Regions from separate parts of the Ovis canadensis genome. Here region 1 is linked to region 2. The links are chromatin contacts, called in public Hi-C maps. All regions are on one chromosome and are shown on one strand. Each heading gives the region's core, a stretch centred on a gene start, on an enhancer-like site or on the middle of the called end of the contact. The rest is flanking DNA. Distances are from core to core; before and after follow the strand shown. Region 1 has its middle 32 kb from the start of KRT80. Region 2 has its middle 17 kb from the start of KRT78.

Region 1 (6,633 bases), core at 1,997-4,496, 690 kb after region 2:
CCCTCTACTGGCCGCGGCAAGATCAGCACGTCTAAGGAGCGGGAGCCATTCGCAGAGGCTTCCCTCCCCCAGGGAGGGTGGGGCGGGAAGAAGGGAGACGTGACTCCGTTTCCAAGCCGATACTTAAACCAAATGTCAGGCTCCCAGGGCTAAATCCTCCGAGCTGGGGCCACAAACTAAGCCATCTCTTCTCTTCGCTGCCACTCCCTCAATCATCACCCACAAGGGCAGGCTTCCACTGAGGGGCTCACAGCTCACACGCCCCAGAGACCCTGACCGCAGCTGGAATACTCACCCCCTAGGTCTGGCTCCTTCTCGTTTGTCGACTCAAACATCACCTCCTCAGAAAGCCCTGCCCGTTGAAAATAGCCCCTAGCCCCTACTGCCTCCACACTACTTTTCATTTTCTATTTCGTTATTTCCCTGCCTTGTGCTCTTCCTAGTGTTTAGCACAACCTGCTTTGTCTTGTTGATTTTCCTTTTTTTAATGCATCAGCTGGGATTCTTTCTGGTCAGGAAACCAGACTAGGCATTTCAAGGACAGGATTCAATGCAAAGAGCTGAAAGTGTATGTACTGAAGGGGTAAAGAATAAAGCAAGAAAGCTGAAGTACAGTAAGTCCCTGCCATTTGTTTGTATACGAGTTCCATTCCAAGACTAGCTTCATCAGTCCAGTTTGTTCGTAAGGCCAGCTGCACTTAGCTGAGCCTAGTTACTCAACTAACACAATTGGCTATATAATACTGCACTCTAATAGGTTTATAATACTTTTCACACTAACAATACATACATCCAAAACAAGCCAAACAAAATAAAAAGTATATATTTAATCTTACAGTACAGTACCTTGAAAAATACAGTAGTACAGTACCACAGCTGGCATACAGGGACAAGCACGCATGTTTGCGTCTTTTGAAAGTCTACAACTTGAAGGTTCATATGTAGGGGACTTACTGTTGTTGTCTAGACACTCAGTCGTGCCCGACTTTTTGCAACCCCATAGACTATAGCCCGCCAGGCTCCTCTGTCCATGGGATTCTCCAGGCAAGAATACTGGAGTGGGTTGCCATTTCCTTCTAGAGATAAGTTTCCATTTCCTTATCTAGAGATAAGAGATAAACACAGATTCAACATCATCCCTTGGGCTGAAAGGTTGGCCTTACTCAAACCCAAGAGTTCAAGTGAGGGCCCCAGAGGCTGGTTCTTGGACATGGGGCAGGGAATGGACGGGTGACATGTTTCCCTTCTACTGGGAACAGTTGGAACTTAAAGACCAGGCTACTGTTCTGACAAGGTGGCCAGGGCCCATGTTGGCTTCCAGAAGGTGTACTGCACGTGTGACCCGGTGGAGAATGTGTAACCCTACAAGCCCCCTGCTGGGAACCCTCTGTTCAGAAACACAGACATTTCCCCAAAATAAACAAGTGAGACACATCAAACTAAAAAGTTTCTGCACAGCAAAAAAAAACCATCCACAAAATGAAAAGGCAACTTACAGAATGAGAGAAAATACTTGCAAATCATATCTTTGTTAAGAAGTTAATATCTGAATTATCAATATATAAAGAATTCACATAAACTCAATAGCAGATAATAGCAATAACTAAGAAGGACCTACTATATAGCACAGCGAACTCTACTCAATACTCTCTGATGGCATATAAGGAAAAAGAATCTTAAAAAGAGTGGATGTCTGTATATGTATAACAGATTCACTTTGCTGTACACCTGAAATTAACACAGCATTGTAAATCAACTATACCCCAATCTGATTTTTTATTAGCAAATAACACCAATAATAATCCAATTAAAAATGAGCAGGGGAACTGAATAGACACTTTTCCAAAGAAAACATTCAGATGGCCAACAGGCACATGAAAAGATGTTCAGCATCACTCATCATCAGGGAAACGCAAATCAAAACCACAGTGAGGTAGCGTCTCACACCTGCCTGAATGGCTATCATCAGAAAGACGGCAAGTGTTGGTAAGGAAGTGGAGAAAAAGGAAAGCTTGTGCATTGTCGGTGAGAATGTAAATTGGCGCAGCCACTGTAGAAAACAGTTTGGAAGTTTCTCCAAAATTAAAAATAGACCTTCCACATGATCCACTTCTGGGTATGTATCTGAAGGAAACAAAATCACTATCTTGAAGAGATATCTGCAGTTCAGACAACTTTCTTCCAGTCATGATACGGAAATAACCTACTGCAGAGATAAAGTTGTGGTATATATACTAAGCCATAGAAAGAAGGAAATCCTGCCATCTGTAACAACATGGATGAACCATGAGGATATTGTACTGAGAGAAGGAAGTCAGACAGAGAAGGACAGATTCTGCATGATCTCGCTCATGTGAGGAATTCAAGAAAACCAGACTCACCAAAACAGAGACTAGACTGGTGGTTGGTAGAGATGGGAGGTAGGTGAGGAAGAACAGAAAGGAAGAAGGAAGGAAGGAAAGGAAGAAAACACCAAAGAAAATATTGCTGTATTTTTGTAATTAATTTTTTTCAAAGGGAGAGACCTGCATCGCCCTGTTTCAACTAAGGCGTGTTTGGTGGATATTACCATAGCCACTCAACTTCCGTTCCAAAAAGAGCAAGAAAGAACCAAAACACTCCTGCCTTCTCCTCCTCCCCACCCCCAGGTTTGTGGCAGCTGCGATTCAGCTGAGGCCTAAAAGTCAGGCACCTCCCTGCCATCAGCCCCTGTCACCAAGAGATGCGTGCCACTCAGACCCAGCTCTCAACACTCACTTGATAAATATTTTATTGACACCTCGTGTACCACACATGTTTTAGGCTCTGAGAAGACAGCGTAAACAAATCTGCCCAAATCCCTGCTCACATGGAGTTTACATTTTCATGGGGAGAGACAGATAAGAAAGAAATATATTATAAAAGATACAGGTGGCCAGATGGAAATGATAAATGCTATGAAGAAAAACTGGGCTTCTCTGGGGGCTCAGCGGTAAAAAATCCACCTGCCAATGCAGGAGACGTGAGTTCCATCCCTGGGTCAGGAAGATCCCCTGGAGAAGGACATGGCGACCCACTCCAGTATTCTTGCCTGGGAAACCCCATGGACAGAGGAGCCTGGCAGGGTCACAAAGAGTCAAACACAACTTAGCAACTACATAACAACAACAACATGGAGGAAAATTAAGTGGAAATGTGCATAGGAAATGTTGCGGGTGGGGTGAGTCATAGGAGATTAAGAAATGCCTCAGTGAGAAGGGGACATTTCATCAGAACCCACATGGGGTGAAGCAGGGAGCCGCATGGATGCCTGGGAACAGCAAGGGCAAAGGCTCTGAGGCAGGACCTGCCTGGCATATTTGAGGACCTGCAAGGAAGCCACTGAGGAGGCGGCAGTGGAGGGACGGGGGGGTAGAATGAGAGGAGACTGGTCAAGCTGGGGGCCAGGCTGTGCCCGGCCTCGAGGGCATTACTAGACTCTAGCCTCCACTGAGTCAGATGGAGAGTTTGAAGCAGAGAGTCGGATTCTGACTTCTCTGGTCAGAGACAGAGGACCAGAGCAGAACAGTAAGATCTGGAATCTTCCCAGCCTGGTATTTGACAAGAAATAAGAGAATTTTCAATATCAACCTTTGTGTTTTGTCATTACTTCCCTGGCAGCTCAGCTGGTAAAGAATCCGCGTACAATGCAAAAGACCTGGGTTCAATCCCTAGATTGGGAAGATCCCCTGGAGAAGGGAAAGGTTACCCACTCTAGTATTCTGGCCTGGAGAATTCCATGGACTATTCCAGGGACTATTCCATGGGGTCACAGAGAGTTGGACATGACTGAGCGACTTTCACTTTCTTTCCATTTTGGAGAATCAAAGGACAAGCCATAGGATGCCTGTGCCCACTGGAACCTAAGCTCCTGGAGGCAGGTGCTACCCCACGCGACAGTGCTCATCACTGTACCCAGAGGGTCTCACAAAGGGCCAGGCACTCAGCAAGTGCTCATTTGAGATCTATAGAAGAAATGTGCAGGTCTGCCACAAGGGAGACTGGCGATTTGTATTAAGCTCCATGGCCATTGTGTTAAGGCCGGTGCTGGGCACCTAGCAGACACTGCCCCCTTTCCATTAGAGCTTGAGCGCCCTGCCTAGGGTCCCCGTGAAGCCCAGTTGGATCAGACAGCCAATCTGAGTCCAGGGCTCTTGCCCCCTCCTCACTGCCACAGAGGCCCAGCACTCCCTGTCAGGCCAGGGGTCACTCCCACCTCCCTCTGGCTCACCCGGGGGCCTCAAACACCAGCCCAGAAGGCGCCAGACTTGGGAGGGGGCATCCTGTGCCTATCCTCCTGAGGGTCGTGATTCTATTGGGGGCGGGGAGAGGCAGATCCTTCATGAAGAGGGTGTATATCTGTCCCTCTTTGGAACTGTTCCTCCTGGCACAAAGTCGGTGCTCTCCCTCTCACTGCCCCCTCCCGCTTCAGGTGAGTCCTACCTGTGTTTCAGTCCCGCCCTGCTAGTACCCATCCCCCTCGGGGCGCGCCTCGCATCTCCATCCGCGGACCCCGAGCGCCCCCTGCCGACCGCTGCTCCGCCTGCACGTCCGCGGCTCAGAGGCCCGAGGGCGTCAGTGCAGGGGCGGTGTAGTGGTCAGTTCCTGGGGCTGGGGTTGGGCCTCAGCCCTTCTCCCCCACACCCAGCAGGCACAGGGGAGTCCCATCTTAGCTTGAGGGGGGATTGCCTGGCACGCACAGTATGGAGACAGGGCACAGGCCTCACAGGCCCCTCCTCCCGGCCCTGGGACTCTCCTGCAGGGCCCCTGGAGCATCTTCCTGGGTAGTAGGGGGCTGAGCCTTGAGAGAGCAGGGTAGAGAAGGCCAGCAGGGAGGTACAGGACAGGGGCTCCCCAGGCCAGCCCACAGAGGGTCTTCTGCCCTCCCTGGGACTGAAGAAAATCCAGGCTGGTCCCCACCCACCAGCCTTAATCCCTCTTATCGCCCGTCTTCCTCATATCCAACCCCTATCCCTATCAATCCTGTCCCTCCCCAAAATGGCTTTCCTTCCAAATCCCCAGACGACGTAGTGCCATCAACAAGGCCATGGTGCATCCCCTCTTTTTTTTTTTTTTTAACTATTTATTTATTTGCTGGTCCCAGGTCCTAGTTGCAGCATGCGGGATCTTTTAGCTGCAGCATGCAAAATCTTAGTCATGGCATACAGGATCTAGTTCCCTGTTTGTTGTTGTTGATATTTAGTCACTAATTGTGTCTGCCACTTTTGCAACACTATGGACTGTAGCCCACCAGGTTCCTCTGTCTGTGGGATTTCCCAGGCAAGAATACTGGCATGGACTGCCATTTCCTTCTCCAGGGGAGCTTCCTGACCCAGGGATGGAACCTGCGCCTCCTTCATTGACAAGTGGATTCTTTACAGCTGAGCCACCAGGAAAGCTACTTCCCTGACCAGGGATCAACCCAGGCCCCCTGCATGGGGAGTGAAGATTCTTAGCCACTGGACCACCAGGGAAGTCCCACGCATCCCATCTTGGCACTGAGTCAGGAGCCTGAGAAGGGGACACAAGGTGGGTGAGCAGGAGGGCAAGGTCAGCCTTTGGAGAGGACCTCATATGTGCAGGCTCACGGCTGTGTGCAGATGTGAACACAGGTACATAGCATGTGCGTGTGTGCACACGTGTGTATAAGTGAACACATATGCACAGATATGCCTGTGTGTACATATGTGAGTCACATGCTCACACATATGCATTGCGCGCACACCTCCATGACTAGGCACAGGTATCCATGCCTATACCTATCCATAGGTGCAGAGAGATAGCATCCTTACATAGACTGATACAGGTCTGCCATCAAAGCCCACATCTGCACACATAGGCACACACACCTCCCTCATGGGCACACGTGTCTCCACATGCCTGGGGGAAAACTAGACTCTAGAGTCAGAAAGACCTGTCTAAACTCTGATTTGGCTTTACCACTCTCTTACTCCACGATCTTCTGTGTGTGCAGCTTTTCAGAGCCTCTGTATCCTGGTCTATAAAGCTGGTAATAGGGTGCCTGTCTGTCGGGTTGCAAGGATTAAAGGAGCTAATAAATGGATCAGGCCTGCCAAATAGAAAGGCAGCAGATGGACCCCCATCCTCAGGGCTGCGTGTGACAGTGACTATAAGGTAACCAGAAGGATCCCCATCTGGGGGTTGAGGCAAGGACGGCCCCAGCACAGGCAGGCACTCGTGCATGCACCCTGGAGCCACTCTGTGTTCCTGCTGTTTGTGCAGGCTGCTTAGCTACCAGCCAGGCTGAGGAGTACGTGAACCCACACGGGAGCCTGGTCCTACCACCCTAGCCTGTTGGGACAGGGCCTGGCCAGGATTCCTGCATTCCTACTGCCTTCCCTCTTCTCCTGGCCACATTTAGGGTATGAACTAGAGGAGTTAGGGAGCCGCCCACCCTCAAGCCACCAAAGGCTTTGCCCTGCCCACAGTAAACTTGCTGGTACTGTAGGTGCCCTCCCTGAGACAGGGGGACCCTGGGGCCCTCCTGGGGGCTCTCCAGCTTGCCTGACAGCCCCTCTCCAACTCCATCTCCTCACATGCCCAAGGCTGCTGAGACTGTATACCCTTATCGAGCTGAGAGGTGGGAGGCCCCGC
Region 2 (6,857 bases), core at 2,898-5,397:
GCTGTGGAAGGATCGGGGGCTGGCAGGTGAAGCTGGGGAGGCAGATGAAGTTGGCATGATCCAGGAGAAGCAGGTATTGGAGGCAGGTGGGATTCCTGGCCCTGGAAAAGGGATACCTGCCCCATTGATGCAGCTGGCACCTGGCACCACAACCCCACCACCTCCCCCGTGAAAAGCAGCCCCCACCACCCCCAGCAGCTCAGCTCCTTGCAGGTTCCCAGAGTAAGCGCAGTCTCACACTCCTGGCTCTTCACTTGAGCTTTCCCCTGTGGCAGTGTGCCGACATGGGGCTCCTGTCTTAAGTAGTCCTGAGGCTTCTGAATCCTGACTTGTCTGAGACTGGGCTCTAGGCTCCCCTGCATTCCAACCCATGGCTCTTTTCTTTGCATTGAATTCTGCCCCCCTAGCCTCTATGCCCCAGCAGATGGTGAGCTTGGTGAGTCTGCCTGGAATGCCTCTCGTATCCCTGTTCCTGGCAGGAAGGCCTGACCAGCATTCCTTCTCCCTGCTCCCAGCGGCAGCCTCACCATCACAGAAGACCTGCAGGGAGCTGGCCACGTGTGTGCATATGTATGCATGTGTGTGTGTGTGTGTGCGCGCGTGCTCATATGTGTGCATGGTAAGTGCACATACAGAGGGCCTCAGGCGGCAGAGGCCAGACTAATCCACATGGGAGGTGACATGTGTGCAGGCGCAGACAGGCACAGACAGGCCTTTCACATCAACCCAGAGAGACAGAGCTCTGTATGCAGTGTATGCAGTGTGGGGTCTACTGAAAAAAAAAAATTCTTTCATTGACGTACATAAACACATACACACAAGAAGCACTCACATCAAAAGATCCCATGGGCCACAATGAGGCCTGGTACAGCCAAATAAATAAATAAGAAGACACAATTTTTAGAAGTGTACAGCTTGACGGGTTTTCACAGGCTAAACACACCATGCTACCAGCGCCAGATGAGGAAAGTGCAGGGCAAGCACTGGAGGCCACGTGGGGCCTTTTTAGAGGCCTGTGCCTTGACTCTGAAGATGGGGTCTCCAGAGGGCGGAGGAGGAATCTTGGGGGAGGTTCTGACTTTTGCCTGTCTCCCCAAGGGGCCAGACTTGGGAGGGCATGGCTGCTGGGGTGACATCCGCCCCAGACAGGCTTGTCATAGCTCCAACATACAGACAGAACAAGAATTAATGAAATCCACCTCAATGTCCTAGAACTGCAAACACAAGGAGGGTACAAAGACCTGCCCCCTAAAACCAGCACTCCCAGGATGGAACTGGCTTGATTGTGTCTGGGACAATTATAAATGCCCAGGGACGCTGTGCAGGTCTGAGTGACTGGACATGCACAGGGACACTGTTTCCCACTGTATATTTTACAGAGACTGCATGGAACCCTGTGTGTGGTGGGGGTTTGCTGTGTCTGGTAATGTTGGGGCACTGGGTGTGACAGGCTGGGAGTGGGTGGCTGGGTGGCTGTGCATGCAGGGCTGCGTATGTGGGGCTGTGAGAAGGGCTGGTTGTGTCTGCATGCTGGGGAGCCTGTGTTTGGGCACAGATGTCTATGGGTGAGGGGACAGCGCCGGGAGAGCTGTAACTCTACCCAGAGGTCGATGGAGAAGGAGAAGGGACAGTGGGTGGTGGTGGTGGAAGGCTGCCAATGGACTGTTCCTTTTCCCAAGGGTCTTGCCAGTGGGCCCCTTCTCCTGGCTCCCAGCTCTGGGGGTCAGTCGCCCTGCCCACCGCCTGCACTAACAAGCTAGGTGGAACCCAGGCTGTGGCCCAGATGCTGAGGTGGCAGGCAGGCCTGGGAGGAGGGGGTGGGGCCAGCGACATGCCAGAGCGGCAGCCAGCAGCATGGGGCACCCTGCCCTGTGCTGAGCTGGCAGCTGGCGCTGGGAGCAGGCGGGGCCCCACCCAAGCAGGCCAGGGCAGGCAGGGCAGGGTCTGTCTTGGGCCAGGGAGGGGATAGAGCTGATGGGGCAAGCCTGGACCTTGTCTGGCCAAGAAGGAAGGTTGAGGGGCAGCTGAGAGGATTCCTTTTGTGCTGAGGGCAGAGTGTCCGTGCCTGCTTAGTCTTATGGGTGCCTGTGTGACTGATTTGCTTATGCATCTGTTTTTCTCTCTTTAAAAAAATACTTATTTTTAATTGAAGGATCATTGCTTTGGTTTCTGCCATACATCAGCATGAATCAGCCATAGGTATACATATGTCCCCTCCGTCTTGAACCTCCCTCCAGCCTCCCATCTTTTCCCACTCCTCTAGGTTGTTACAGAGCCTCAGTTTGAGTTTCCTGATTCAGCAAATTTCTCTCTTGTATGCATGGATCCATGGGCCTGTGTGAGGGCCACAGGTGGTTCTGTGTGTGTGACTGGCACCCAGGCATGTTTGTGTGAGGGTCTTGCACAGATGTGTTTATGGGAAGGCTGTGGCCCCTTTTGGAAAGATGCACGTGACTTCTGTAGGTCACGTCTGTGGCAGACAACTGCCTCAGTCAATGCAGGCTTTCTCCAAGGCTACATGTGTGTGCAGGTCTCTCTGTGTGTATGTGAGTAGTTCAGGTCTTGGGTCTGGAGAGCAGAGGGCCAGTGGTTGGTAGTGGCCTGTCCAGGGTAGGTGGTGTGGGGACGGGGAGGGTCTGGGTTTCCTGAACTGGAGCTTGGCTAGGCTCTGGGACCAATCTGTTCCTGCAACAAATTCATGTGTTCTTCCCACTCCACCATTACTCCTGCTTTAAAGGTTCTGATAGTGTGTGTGTGACGACCCACAAACCAATGCAACTCTGTGTAACCAGTCCACTGATCCATTACAATATGCTTGTGTTTGTAACAATCCTAAAGACCATGTGTGCACCATGTGAAACATGCATGTGTAAGTGTGATACACTCCTACGTGTGTCTGTGTTTCTGTGTGTGACGACCTCACAAGCCACTGGATATGTGCCTTGGTGTGTGTGGGTCCCACGGTCACCGTGCACGTACGGTCGCTTCTCAGCCCTGGGACCTGGCACATACCTCCTGTTGCCTCCTGAAAAGCCCACATGTGCTGACACTCAGCTTCTTTCTGCTCCTTACCCCACCCCTTCTCAGCCCTCAGGGATCCTTCCTGGAGACAGGAACCCTGGGTGGTGAAGTTGAGAACTGGGCCTCCTGCGGAGTCGGCTGTTTGCCTCCCAAGTGTGCTTTAGTGTCATGGGGCCAAACAGAGGCCATACCAGCTAGGAGCTCAGGGGGCGGCCACGGCCAGGGCCAGTGGGAAGAGCACATGGCAGAACTGGGTTCAAATTCAGACTCACACACCACACCTGTAGGACCTTGGGCAAGCCATGCTCTATGCCTCAGTTTCTCCTGTTTATTTCTGGAGTTGCTCTGACAAGCAACAGGTGAACAGGATGCTCCCGGCAGTAGGTTAACAGACACAGGAGTCTCTGGACAAATGTGGATCCTCTTCAGTGTAAGGGATCACTCTGAGAACACTTGAAGATCACCCTGAGATCTTGCAGGAAAGAGCCACAGGGGTTGGAGAAGGTGTCTGGAGCCTGGTCTCGAGGTAGCATCTGAGATCTGACCGTCAGGGGCCCTGCAGTGTGGAGATGAGCAAAGCCATGGCTGGAGAACTCTCCAAACATGCAGCCCCCGCCAGGGCCCCCACGGCCCCGCCTGTCTGAGAGCGCCTTGGGCCTTGCACCCCTCTCGGAGAGTGGCATTGAGGGGGCACCCATAAGCTGTGTGGAGGGGCCTGTGGAAATGATCTTGAAATGGTGGTCATAGAATGATACCCACAAAAAGTCAACTTGCAGGCTCCAAAAGACCACCGTCCATTAGCTGAACCCACAAAGATCCAGGTGAGGAAGACACCCTCAAAAAGAGAGGACATAGCCTCCCATTTCAGAGGGACAGAAATCCCCAGCACCCCAACAACGACCCTTGAAGACCGCACACCAGACATCCTTCCCCTCCAGAGGGCCCCGATTCTTCCAGAAGGGTGGACACGCATTCCCCACCCCCTCGCCCCTGGGGGGGACGCGCAGAGGGCGGCAGGCAGGCCCCGCGCCCCCTGCTGAGTCAGGCTGTCCCAGCTTAGCCGGCGGGTGTTCGGTGGCAGCCGCTGGGCGCCAGTCCAGCTCCAGGGGTGGGGCGGAGGGTGAGTCACAGAGCGGCCTCCGGAGCCGCCCAGGCCGCTCCCCCCCCACCTCTCCCGTGGGAGCGCGAGGGCTCAGCCAATCGGCGGCCGCCACCCGGCCTGGCGCTCCGGCCCCGCCCCCCGCCGTGGGCCGCCGGCCTCTAGGTTCCCAGGCCCCCCCCCTCGCCCCCGTCGCAGGTGGCCCGATGGAGCCCCCGACCTGGCACCCGGCCAGAAGGAGCCCGTGGTCCCTGCCTGGGGAACGAGGTGCAGAAGACGGAGCACGGGGCTCTCAGGGAACAGAGCTCCCAGCCAGGAAGTCTCAGTCCCTCCCCTGGGGTCCCCCTCTCTGCCATTTCCACCTGCTGGTTAGGGGCAGGAGTGACTCTGTCAGTGACGGCGATGGGGTGGGAGTTGTTTTTCAGTCGCTCAGTCGTGTTCTTTTTGAGACCCCATGGGGTGCGGATGGGGTGGCGAAATGGCCTCCTCTGGCGGCCCTGTGAGCTCTCCCCAGATTGTCCCCTCCTTGAAGGGACTAGATTGGCTTTGTGTTTGGGGTCTGGTACTGTGCTGGCCCACATTGGCACAGTCTTGATGGCAAAAGTTCTCTGGCCAGAGTCAGCCACATCACAAGCTCTGTTTTCTGCTTCAGACATGACAGTCACTGTTCTCAGGTTGTCCTTCCTAAGACTCTGGTGATCCCAGCTACTGAGCCCCACCTGGCCAGGGCCCAGGCTTGATCCAGACACACAGGCAGGTATGCACAGACTCCCCTGAGCACTTAGAGGTTATGTGGACACACAGACAGACCTGTCCAGATCCTCACGTACATGTAACACAGAGACATTTTCAGCACAATAGGCAAGCATCACAGCTCTGTTCCTTTCTACTTTCCTGACTTTGAGTCTGTCATCAGATTTTTCCAACTGTTTACCTGTAAAATGGGGATAGCTAGAATCCCTTCCTTACAGGGAGGATTCAAGGAAAAAAAAAACAAAACACCTAGAGAGTGCCTGATACATTGTAATAACTCAATAAACATAGCTATAATGATCTCCCAGACCCACAAGAATATATCCTCACAAGCACACTCATAGACCCACACCAATATACACACACACACACACACCAAACTTCAGACATCAATACATAGGCAAGCACCAGGTGTGCTTGCATATAGAAACACAAACAGCCACCCCCGTGCCCCCACTGCCGCCCCCAGAAAAACAGCAACCTCCGCAACAACCATAAAAGCAAGTTTTACTGCCCAGGGTGTGATGGGAACAGCCAGCCCAGCTGGGCGGGGGGCGGAGGCCTCAGCGTCGGGCGGTGCCCGCCCTGCTCAGGCTCCCACTCAGCCCCAGGGAGAGGACGCTTTCATTCTTCCAACACGCCCCTCTCTGCCCTGAGAACAGTCACCTCATCCTGTCTCCACTGTCACCTGAAATCAGGCTCCACTTTCTGGCAACACTCTGAGCCCCAGGGTGGGGGACCCCAGGGATTTGTGGGGTCGGTGGGGGGCATGGTGGCCTGGCTCTCTGGGGAGGGGTTGAGGGCCGGCAGGGTGGCCCTGTCCCCACCACTTCTCTGGGTTGGTGGACCCTGGAGGGTAGTGGTTTGTGAGCATTTGGCTGCTGGGCCCTGGAAGCAGCCAGAAGGGGAACATCTGGAGCTGGGAATACCCCTCTGGGCTTAGATTCCCCTGGACCCTGGACAGCTCTCAGGAAGCTTCTACTATTTATTTTTGTCGTGATAAGAATGCTTAACCTGAGATCTACCCTCTTACATTTTACCTGTACAACATAGTATTGCTGCATGCTCCATGTTGAAGCATCTAGAACTTACTCATCTAGAAATTGGACCACCTTCTACTTCGTCTTGTGCTCCGCATCCCCAGCTCTTGCTGGACCCTCAGCTGTCCCCAGAGGTGGGGACATTTGTGAGTGGTTCTTCGGGTCTCAGGGAAAGCTAGAGGGAATGCTGCCTCCAGCTCTTTTGTGAGAAACCGTGGCCACAGCAAACTGGTCTTCTACTTTAAGCAGGTTCTCTTTGCCTTCCAGTCCCCTCTCTCCATTAACACACAAGGATACCGGATACTCCCGGTAGCATAAGCTGTCAGAGCTGAAAGGGCACCCCAAGGTTACTGACACAGACCCAAGACGGAGGGCCCCGGGTCTGAGGTCGCACTGTGAGTGTGTAGAGGCAGCAGCGGGACTGACCCAGGGCTCCTGTCTCCTCGTGCAGAAAGGCCCGAGTCTCAATGCTGGCGGTACCCCTCCTTCCCAGTCTCCCTTGTTTCACAGGGCTGTGCCCTTCCTGCATGCCATCTGATCCTAGGAGCTGGGAAGGGGACTCAGGCTGTGTCCTCAGGGACTCCAGCCTGATGGGGAGGAGGGTGTCAGATCCAGGGAACAGAGAGGCTCATGCTATACATGGGACCTGAACACACCAGACCAGAAGGTCTCACAGACTTGCGGAGGTTATCAGGCAGTTGCCCAGAGGAGGGTTTTGAGGGAGAAGAAGAATGTGGGCAGGTCCAGCGGGGGTGTCCTCTGGACCGTGGGAGTGGGGGTCTTGAGGGAGGTTGGACAGGCTTGCTCTGTTGCCTGCATGGAGTAAACCTCTGCTTCCCACTGTGGGGACTAGATTGTGGGGGTTGCCATGAGATACCAGGTGACTCTGCTTTAATGTTGCAAATGACCAAAGGGAGGCCAGAAAGTCTTGCAAGGACTGGATG

The links. A called contact is a pair of places that touch in the nucleus more often than the background predicts.
Region 1: a contact with region 2 is called in a Hi-C map of fibroblasts, with 16 times the contacts expected there. The contact joins two enhancer-like sites. A contact is called at or near these places in 2 of 2 Hi-C or Micro-C datasets (fibroblasts and lung).

What each region holds. Positions count from the first base shown.
Region 1 is chr3:139,918,790-139,925,422 of ARS-UI_OviCan_v2, forward strand. No RefSeq gene overlaps it. Among named protein-coding and RNA genes, the nearest start is that of KRT80, 32 kb to the left of the region's middle. Within about 2 kb of position 3,247, the one cell type or tissue checked has open chromatin away from gene starts, as enhancers often do. A contact at or near this core is called in fibroblasts, where this site is marked.
Region 2 is chr3:139,225,149-139,232,005 of ARS-UI_OviCan_v2, forward strand. No RefSeq gene overlaps it. Among named protein-coding and RNA genes, the nearest start is that of KRT78, 17 kb to the right of the region's middle. Within about 2 kb of position 4,148, the one cell type or tissue checked has open chromatin away from gene starts, as enhancers often do. A contact at or near this core is called in fibroblasts, where this site is marked.